Regions from separate parts of the Sus scrofa genome. Here region 1 is linked to region 2. The links are chromatin contacts, called in public Hi-C maps. All regions are on one chromosome and are shown on one strand. The core of a region is the stretch at or near the end of the contact, and the rest is flanking DNA. Distances in the headings are between cores, read along the strand shown. Region 1 overlaps SSH2 (protein phosphatase Slingshot homolog 2). Region 2 overlaps SSH2 (protein phosphatase Slingshot homolog 2).

Region 1 (3,662 bases), core at 77-2,576, 120 kb after region 2:
ATGTAATTTTTCTTACCCTGAAATATGCACTTGTGTATGTGTATACCTTGTGTGTGTATACACACACATATGTTTATGTATACATGTTTCAGGGTAAGAAAAATTATGTGTATCAGGAGTTTCTACAGTTTATACTGTTTAAATCCATAAGCACAAGAACATCAGGAGAAAAAAAAAAACTCGACCTTATACTGAACTCTGCAGTTCTGAATTAAGTGTTCAGAATAAACATTTCCTAATAGGCTCTTATCCTTTCATCCAAATCCAATAATTTGCAGTGAACAAGAAGGAAAATATATTAATTTTACTTTATTAATTTTTAAAGTTCCCAGAAAACTTTCTGGAGGAAGGTGAGATTCTAATTTTGTGGACTGGTGTGGGAGTGGTGGGAAGTAGGAAAACAAATGGGCAAATCTTTGATTCTTACTTGTAGACTGCTTTTTAAAAAATGAAGTTAATTACACCTTTTTATTCATTTGGGAAAATCATTTTGGGGAAACGTAATAGCACTATAAAAAGTTAATCATCCAGTCATGAACTACTTTTAAAGCAGCAAGATGCATGTTTTTATACAAGCTTCCCTAATTTTAACTCATATATTTACAATACCTCTACTCAGTAATCTAACAACTAGGTAATCATGCTTACTAGTTTGCCAGGGTTTGGCCTGGATTTTTGAGAATGTAAAAACAAGGAATGCATGGGAGCCAATGGCATACGGGGGAGATAAGCAAGAGAGGGAAAAATAATGAAGTCCTTCCTTAGAGAGATATGTGAATTACTCTGAACTTTTCATTGCTAATTTTGTTCACCGAGTTAATATACAACAGACTTGCAAAATTCAACACAGTTTTAAAGTAGGATTAACAGAAATTCATGAAAACTTTTTCATGAGTGAGTGAAACTATTCTCTGAGTGTTATATCTTTTTTTGGATATATACTTTTCATCTATTGTACATTCCGATTTTTCTGTTGTTGTTGATGAAAAGAAATAGAAGTCCTTAATACAATAGATCTCCTTGCCTGGATGTATGCATTCAAGTTCATTCCCTGGGTTTCCTGTGCTGTTTTTTCTGTAGGTTGGGCTTTATCCGGAGACAATACCATTGATGGCCTTGCTAAATTAGTAATACCAATGCCAAAACAAGTCATCAAAACTTTATCTCTGCCCTTGAATTCTTAACAAAATGCTTTGTTTTAATTTAAACATACTGGAAAAAAACTCCTCCAATGCCTCAACCACTCAGAGGGGAAGAGAGCAGGCCTAACGGGACTTTGGATTATGAGCAGCTTCTAGGATCAGGCTCTAGTTAGTAAAATCTATGGACTGCTTCCAGGAGCAGCTTGGTACGTTTTCTGCCAAGATCCACTGGAGCACTGCTGCCCCTGGCCCTGAGGGCTGAAGGCTAGTTCAGCACACAGGAAGGTTCTTTTGGTGGCCTTGGCAAAAAACAAGAGCCCAAGCCCAGAGACTTTCCAAGTTGGTCCCCTTCACATGGCTGCACGAATTAAGAAATTACTGAAGGTTCTCCTTTACCTTCATCTATGGAGTACACCATTCCTCCAGTACTTTTTGTTTATCTACGAGGTCTCAAGACTTTCTTGTAAGACAGGAGAAAAATACTTTGCCACCTTTAGTAGGTACTCCCATTTTACACTTTTCACAGTCTTTAGCTCAAAGGATTCACCATTAATCTCAAACTATTTCAAAAAAGGGCTGTGGTCATAAAGAGCCGAGATTTGGAGGTAACAACCAGTGCTTGTTGGACATTCACTAAAGGCCTTGTTGATTTAAAGAAAAGGGGGGGCACACTAATTTGGTTTATTTCCATTGTGAACCAGTAACTGTTTTGCCCATAAGTGTTATGACATTGGCTTCAAAATCTCTGAGACCTGGATTGTGGTCTTTGGCCTGGTTATTTTGGACCTTGAGGGGATGGACAGATTGATCCAAGAAACTGCAGCTCACACAGCTGAAGAAGTACATCTGGATTGTCATGTGGGTGCCATGGAGCTATTATACACACAGAGAGAGCATTGGAGATGATGGTAGTCTTGATTTTAGCTCTCTCTTATAGCTCCTGGACAATGCCATTTTAAAAGGATAAACTTAAAAAAGAATATTTGTATAGCACTTTGCAATTACTGAAAGTAGACTTTTGTTTTAATTCAAAAAGGTACAGAAATCTCATATTGGATTGTGGTTAAATTATACATTTTTTGCTATTATCAGTTATTTAATCATTAGATCTTATAACTTAGTGTACTATCTAGTTCTTAAGGGGAGATGTCCCCTTGGTTTTAATAGTGAATACATGAATACTTGTTAATTATTGAGAACTTTTTATTTTGCTAGAGGCATAATTACAAATTTTTAACCACCAGACCTTCCTGTTTAAAGACTCAAGTTTTACTTATAAAATGTTCTTGAATATTTGTTAATTATTCCTTAATAAAGTTTTTTTTAAGTACTACTCAAGGACAACCTAGTAAGACAATGTGTATTATACTGGAGTACCAAAAAAGCATGATTCCCCAGCACCCACATTTATAAAGGATAACAATGGAAAGAAAATCTTCCAAGTATCAACTCTTGCCTTCAGAAAATGTGAATAATACGAAGAGTTCTTTGTATTACTAGCTACTAACTGATCTGGAGGGTCTCTATGCCAGAAGCCACTGTTGCCACCCATCCCCATACGGATGTCTTTCATCTGGTAAAACTAAAACTCTGTACTCTTAAAGGATAACTCTCCATTTCCTCTCTCACCATTCCCTGGCAATTACCATTCTACTTTCTCTCTTTATGATTCTGACTATTCTACATACCTCATTTAAGTGGAATCATACTATACTTGCCTTTTTGTGACTGGCTTACTTCACTTAGTATAGTATCTTCAAGATTCATCTGTGTTGTAGCACATCGCAGAACTTCCTTCCTGTTTTAAGGTTGAATAATATTCCTTTGTACTTATAAACACCATTTTGCTCATCCATTTAACTGCTGATGGACACTGGGTTGCTTCTACACTTTAGCTATTGTGAATAATGCTGCTAAAAATATGAGTGTAGAAATAACTCAAGACCATTCTTCCAATTCTTTTAATACCCTGAAGTAATGTTACTAGATCATATGATACTTCTATTTTTAATTTTTGAGGATCTGCCTTACTGTTTTCCACGGCGGCTGTACCATTTTATATTCCAATTAACTGTGCACAAAGGTTCCAATTTCTCCATATCCTCACCAACACTTGTTGTTTTATGGTCTTTTTGGTTCTTTTTTTTTTTTTAAATGGCCACACTTGTGGCGTATGGAAGTTCCCAGGCCAGGGACCGAATCTGAACCACAGCTGTGACCCTCACCATTGCTGTTGTAACACCAGACCCTTTAACCCACTGCACGGGCCAGGGATCAAACCTATACCTCCACAGTGACTCAAGGATTCTTAATCCACTGTGCCATAGCAGGAACTCCTATGTTTGTTTTTATTTTTTATAGTAGCCATCCTAAGAGTTGTGATGTGGTATCTTACCATAATTTTGATTTGCATTCCCCTACTGACTAGTGACACTGAGCATATTTTCATGTGCTTTACTGGACATTCATTTATCATATTTGGAAAAATATCTGTTCAAGTTCCTTGCCCAGTTTGGAATC
Region 2 (4,056 bases), core at 1,344-3,843:
GGATAACAAACAGGGCTGCTGGTAATTTAATGGAGGGTTTCGACACACACACGCACTTCTCCTTCTCCTGCCTCACTTCCATCCCCTATTTATAAAAACAGAAAAAATAAAATTAGATGTGGACAGAATCAGTGCCTTTACTGTACTCTCACTTTTAGGTCTGAAGGAGAATATTAAATATTAGCCTTTCCCAGGCTGTTTATTAAAGACATACTAAAAGATGCAAAAAGTTCCTTGTATTTCAGAGAGGGTGTCATTGCTTGGTCTATACCTTTATGTTCTGATTAAACTGTAACCAACTCATAAATCCCTATAAGGGCCTGGTGTCATTTTGGTAAACTTCTCTTACACCAAGAGGTTACCAAGTACCAAGCTAATACCCTCAAATGGAGGGCTGCCACCTCAAGTTAAGCACCCAGTGCTACTCTGGACAACCATCGGGCTTGACAATCTATCTATATCTTTGGGAAAATCACCACGCATTGTCTTTGCAAAGAATCTGGGACTTCCCTTCTGCCTCTTGTAAGCAGAGAGACCTCATAGCAGTGCTCTAGGGCCAGGCAAGAATCCGCTAGGCTCAATTCATTTGGCAGGTACCCTGTAGGGCCATTTCTTGACAACACATCATAGACTGCAGACCTTGATGGTTGCATAACCAGGAGGCACTCTCACTCTTTTTCCTTAGACTTGATTTGGTTTGTGTTGGTTTTTCCTCTTTCTTTCTTTTTTTTGCAGCACTTGGGCCAAATAGAAGTTCCTGGGCCAGGAATTGAATCTGAGCTGCATCTGCAACCTAGGCCACAACTGTGACAATGCCAGATCCTTAACCCTCTGCGCCTGGCCAGGGATCGAACCTGGGCCACCACAGAGACAATGCTGGATCCTTCACCTGCTGTGCCAAAGCAGGGACTCCATTCGAGTGTTGGTTTGAGTATTCACTGCCCATAGGTTTAGGGAATGTGATACCTCCTTAGCACTAGAGGGTGAATATGAATTTGTTTTAGCTGGTCCAGGAAATTCTGTTTTCCTAGCTAGTGATTACTTTTAGGAATACGACTCAGTCCTGGTCAATGGTCCTGCAGGGGTGGGAGTGGGGAGGGATGAGCAGTCTATCTTGGAGCTTTTGGAAAAGGTCTTTCCCTCTAATTGAAATGACCATTCATTTAGCCAGAGGCTGAGGAATTCAATGTAGATGCCTAGAAATGTGGAAGACATTTGGCAATCATGGGGCAATTCAAGGACAAAGCCACTAACGAAGGAAGGTGGAGCAGGAAGATGAGAGCACCCAAGTCCCTGATTACATCATAAGCCATTACAGAGTCAACTTCTGTGCTTGTTACAAGAGATGTTAAATGATCCAACTTTTTAAACTGCCTTTAGTTGGGTGTTGGGTCTTGTGTCTGCTCCTGGAGACCCACTCTTCAGCCTTTCTACCCTGCTCTGTGTCTGGAGTCCCACCTATGAACCACATCAACCGGCCCCCTGTCCCCTCCTTCTACAGGGCATGGGTAATGGGGAGCCCTAGCAGAAGACTAGAGGGAGGAGAGTGAAGGCAGGCCATTATTCCTGTAGCTCCTTCCCCGAAGAGTCACTCTGGCTGGCTGTGTCCCTTGACTGAAGGCTCTTGGCAACTCTTCTGAAGGTGCCTTTTCTCTCGGAGTCTTCTTCCAGTAACTGCTCCCTCTCTCTTTGCCCAGAAGCTATTACCAAAAGGCTCTACTGATACAAGTCCCTTGATCCCACTACAATTCCACACCTTTGTAAATACTCCCTTTATAAAACCCAAGTCCTCATATGATCCTAATCTGAGTATGCTGCTTCTTGTTGAGATCCCAACTGATGAAGATATTCTATTACTTGCAGCTAAAAGCTGCCAAGTGATAATAACCCTCAGCACTAGGTTTTAGTTTTTAAAATCCAAGACTCATCACAATACAGAAAATTCCAGGACACCTCTGTTCTAATGGAGTTAGCGTGTCTGTGGGTGGCAGGTGGCAGTGTCTGGAGGAAGGAGGAGGAAATAGATGGCACATGCACATGTGTTTCCTGGTAGCCTTGCAGGAAGGGGTAAGAATCACATCTGAATAACCCTTAACAGTCTATAATGTAGCTTATACACACTTTTATTTACAATAACCCTGTGAGGTAGGTCTCGTGATTTTAATTTTACAAATGGGGTCAGGTGAGGATCAGAACTGTGATTAATTTTTCAAAGTTGTAGCAAGGGGTGAACCAGGAACGGAAACCAGATCTACTGACTCAAATTCTGTGGTTTTTCTCTCTTCCCAGGGCTTGCCCTCCCTCCATGAATCAAGCCCAGGAAGGCAGGACAGAACCAAAAGGGAAAGGGAAGAGGCTGGGTGACATGTGGGTTTATGCTGTCCTTCTATTCCTCATCTAAGATTTTTCTGAAATTCCTTTAACATCTAAGAAAAACCACATACGCTAAAAAAAACCTCCCAATCCAACAGCTTGCAGTAGCCTCGGATTCCAGAATAAATACTGAAATTGGCAGGACACCTAGTATCCTTCCTCTCAACGGGTCACGTGAGGACACTGCCCAAAATCCGTCATGTGTGTGTCTGGGTATGTACAACATTTATGTCTCATCCTACCCTCAGATGGCTCTTTCTTGTGCCAAAAAGAACTGCTCTGTCCTACCTTCTGATCTAATCTAAAAATGTCATCAAAATCTGGCCCCAAAAACCTAAAAATTCTTTTTAAGTGGAGGAGACTTCAGTATCCTCCCAGCCTCCTAAGAGAATGGCTCAGATGAAACCATGCCAAGTACTGAGTAAATGGGAGGGGTTTTTAGTGGAAACCATAACGCTATGCTGTGGCCACGTTTTCACAATACTTCAGGGGTGGGAGGGTGGTCCCTCTGCCTGGAGAGACTGGGAGGCTATTTAACATTTCGTTCAGGGGAAACATAGCCCAGATCCAAGAGTCAAGACCAAGTCATGAGACTCACTGGAGTCAAACTCTGGCATCAGCCCCGAGTGCTTGTAGGCAGCTGTGCCTTCACCCTAACAAAACCATCTAGAACACGCCTACATGGAAGAAACAAAATACAAAATTCTGGCATGTGGCTTCTCAGGAAACTGATCCTTAAATTCAGTTTACTATCTGAATTTTTTCCCTGAGATCAGCTGAAGGTGGCTTTCACCACCAAAGGGGTAAAACATAATGTAGTGAAAATAAGCACTTATTTTATAACCAATTACCAAACTGTTGTTGAAACAGCCAGTTCTTATTGATACAGGAAGATGTTCAAGAACTAGCACTGGGTAGACAGAGAAAGACGAATACTCTGTAGTATCACTTATACACAGAATCTAAAAAAGCCAAACTCAGAGAAACAGAGAGTGGAGTAGTGGTTACCAAGGGTGGGGTGTGTTAGGGAAATGAGAGATGTTGGTCAAAGGGTACAGACGTCTAGTTGCGAGATTATCAAGTCCTAGGGATCCCTGAGGTACAGCATGGTGATTATAGCTAATAATACGTGAATTTTTTTTTTTTTTCCATTTTTGGCTGCCCTGAAGCATATGAAATTCCCAGGCCAGGGATCAGATCCGAGCTGCAGCAATGCTGGATCCTTAACCCATTGTGCTAGGCCAGGGAGCCAACCCACATCCCAGCATTCCCAAGACGCTGCTGATACTGCTGTACCACAGCGGGAACTCCACATGCATGAATGTTGCTGAGAGAAATCTTAGTCTCACTACAAAAAAGAAAAGGTAATTATGTGAGGGGACAGATGTGTTAGCTAATGCTATGGTGTTAATCAGTCTGCAATATATAAGTGTATGAAATCAATACACTGGACACGTTACACTTATGTAATAATTGTGTTATCAATTATATCTCAATGAAGCTGGGGGGTGGTAAGCAACAGTGGTGAGTAAATGCGCAATTAAAAAAAAAAAGACTGGAGTTCCCGTCGTGGCGCAGTGGTTAACGAATCTAACTAGCAACCATGAGGTTGCGGGTTCGGTCCCTGCCCTTGCTCAGTGGGTTAACGATCCGGCGTTGCCGTGAGCTGTGGTGTAGGTTGCA

What was found. A called contact is a pair of places that touch in the nucleus more often than the background predicts.
Region 1: a Hi-C map of skeletal muscle shows a contact between it and region 2, with 3 times the contacts expected there. The contact joins two enhancer-like sites. A contact is called at or near these places in 14 of 47 Hi-C or Micro-C datasets (adipose tissue, blood, embryonic fibroblasts and 6 more) and 2 of 2 datasets of contacts at active chromatin or transcription factors (alveolar macrophages and skeletal muscle).

Annotation. Positions count from the first base shown.
Region 1 is chr12:45,959,210-45,962,871 of Sscrofa11.1, forward strand. The region is part of intron 3 of SSH2 (protein phosphatase Slingshot homolog 2); the gene reads right to left. Among named protein-coding and RNA genes, the nearest start is that of EFCAB5, 120 kb to the right of the region's middle. Within about 2 kb of position 1,327, at least 2 of the 83 cell types and tissues checked have an H3K27ac peak or open chromatin away from gene starts, as enhancers often do. A contact at or near this core is called in skeletal muscle, where this site is marked.
Region 2 is chr12:45,833,253-45,837,308 of Sscrofa11.1, forward strand. All of the region lies in intron 16 of SSH2 (protein phosphatase Slingshot homolog 2), which reads right to left. Among named protein-coding and RNA genes, the nearest start is that of CORO6, 21 kb to the left of the region's middle. Within about 2 kb of position 2,594, at least 30 of the 83 cell types and tissues checked have an H3K27ac peak or open chromatin away from gene starts, as enhancers often do. A contact at or near this core is called in skeletal muscle, where this site is marked.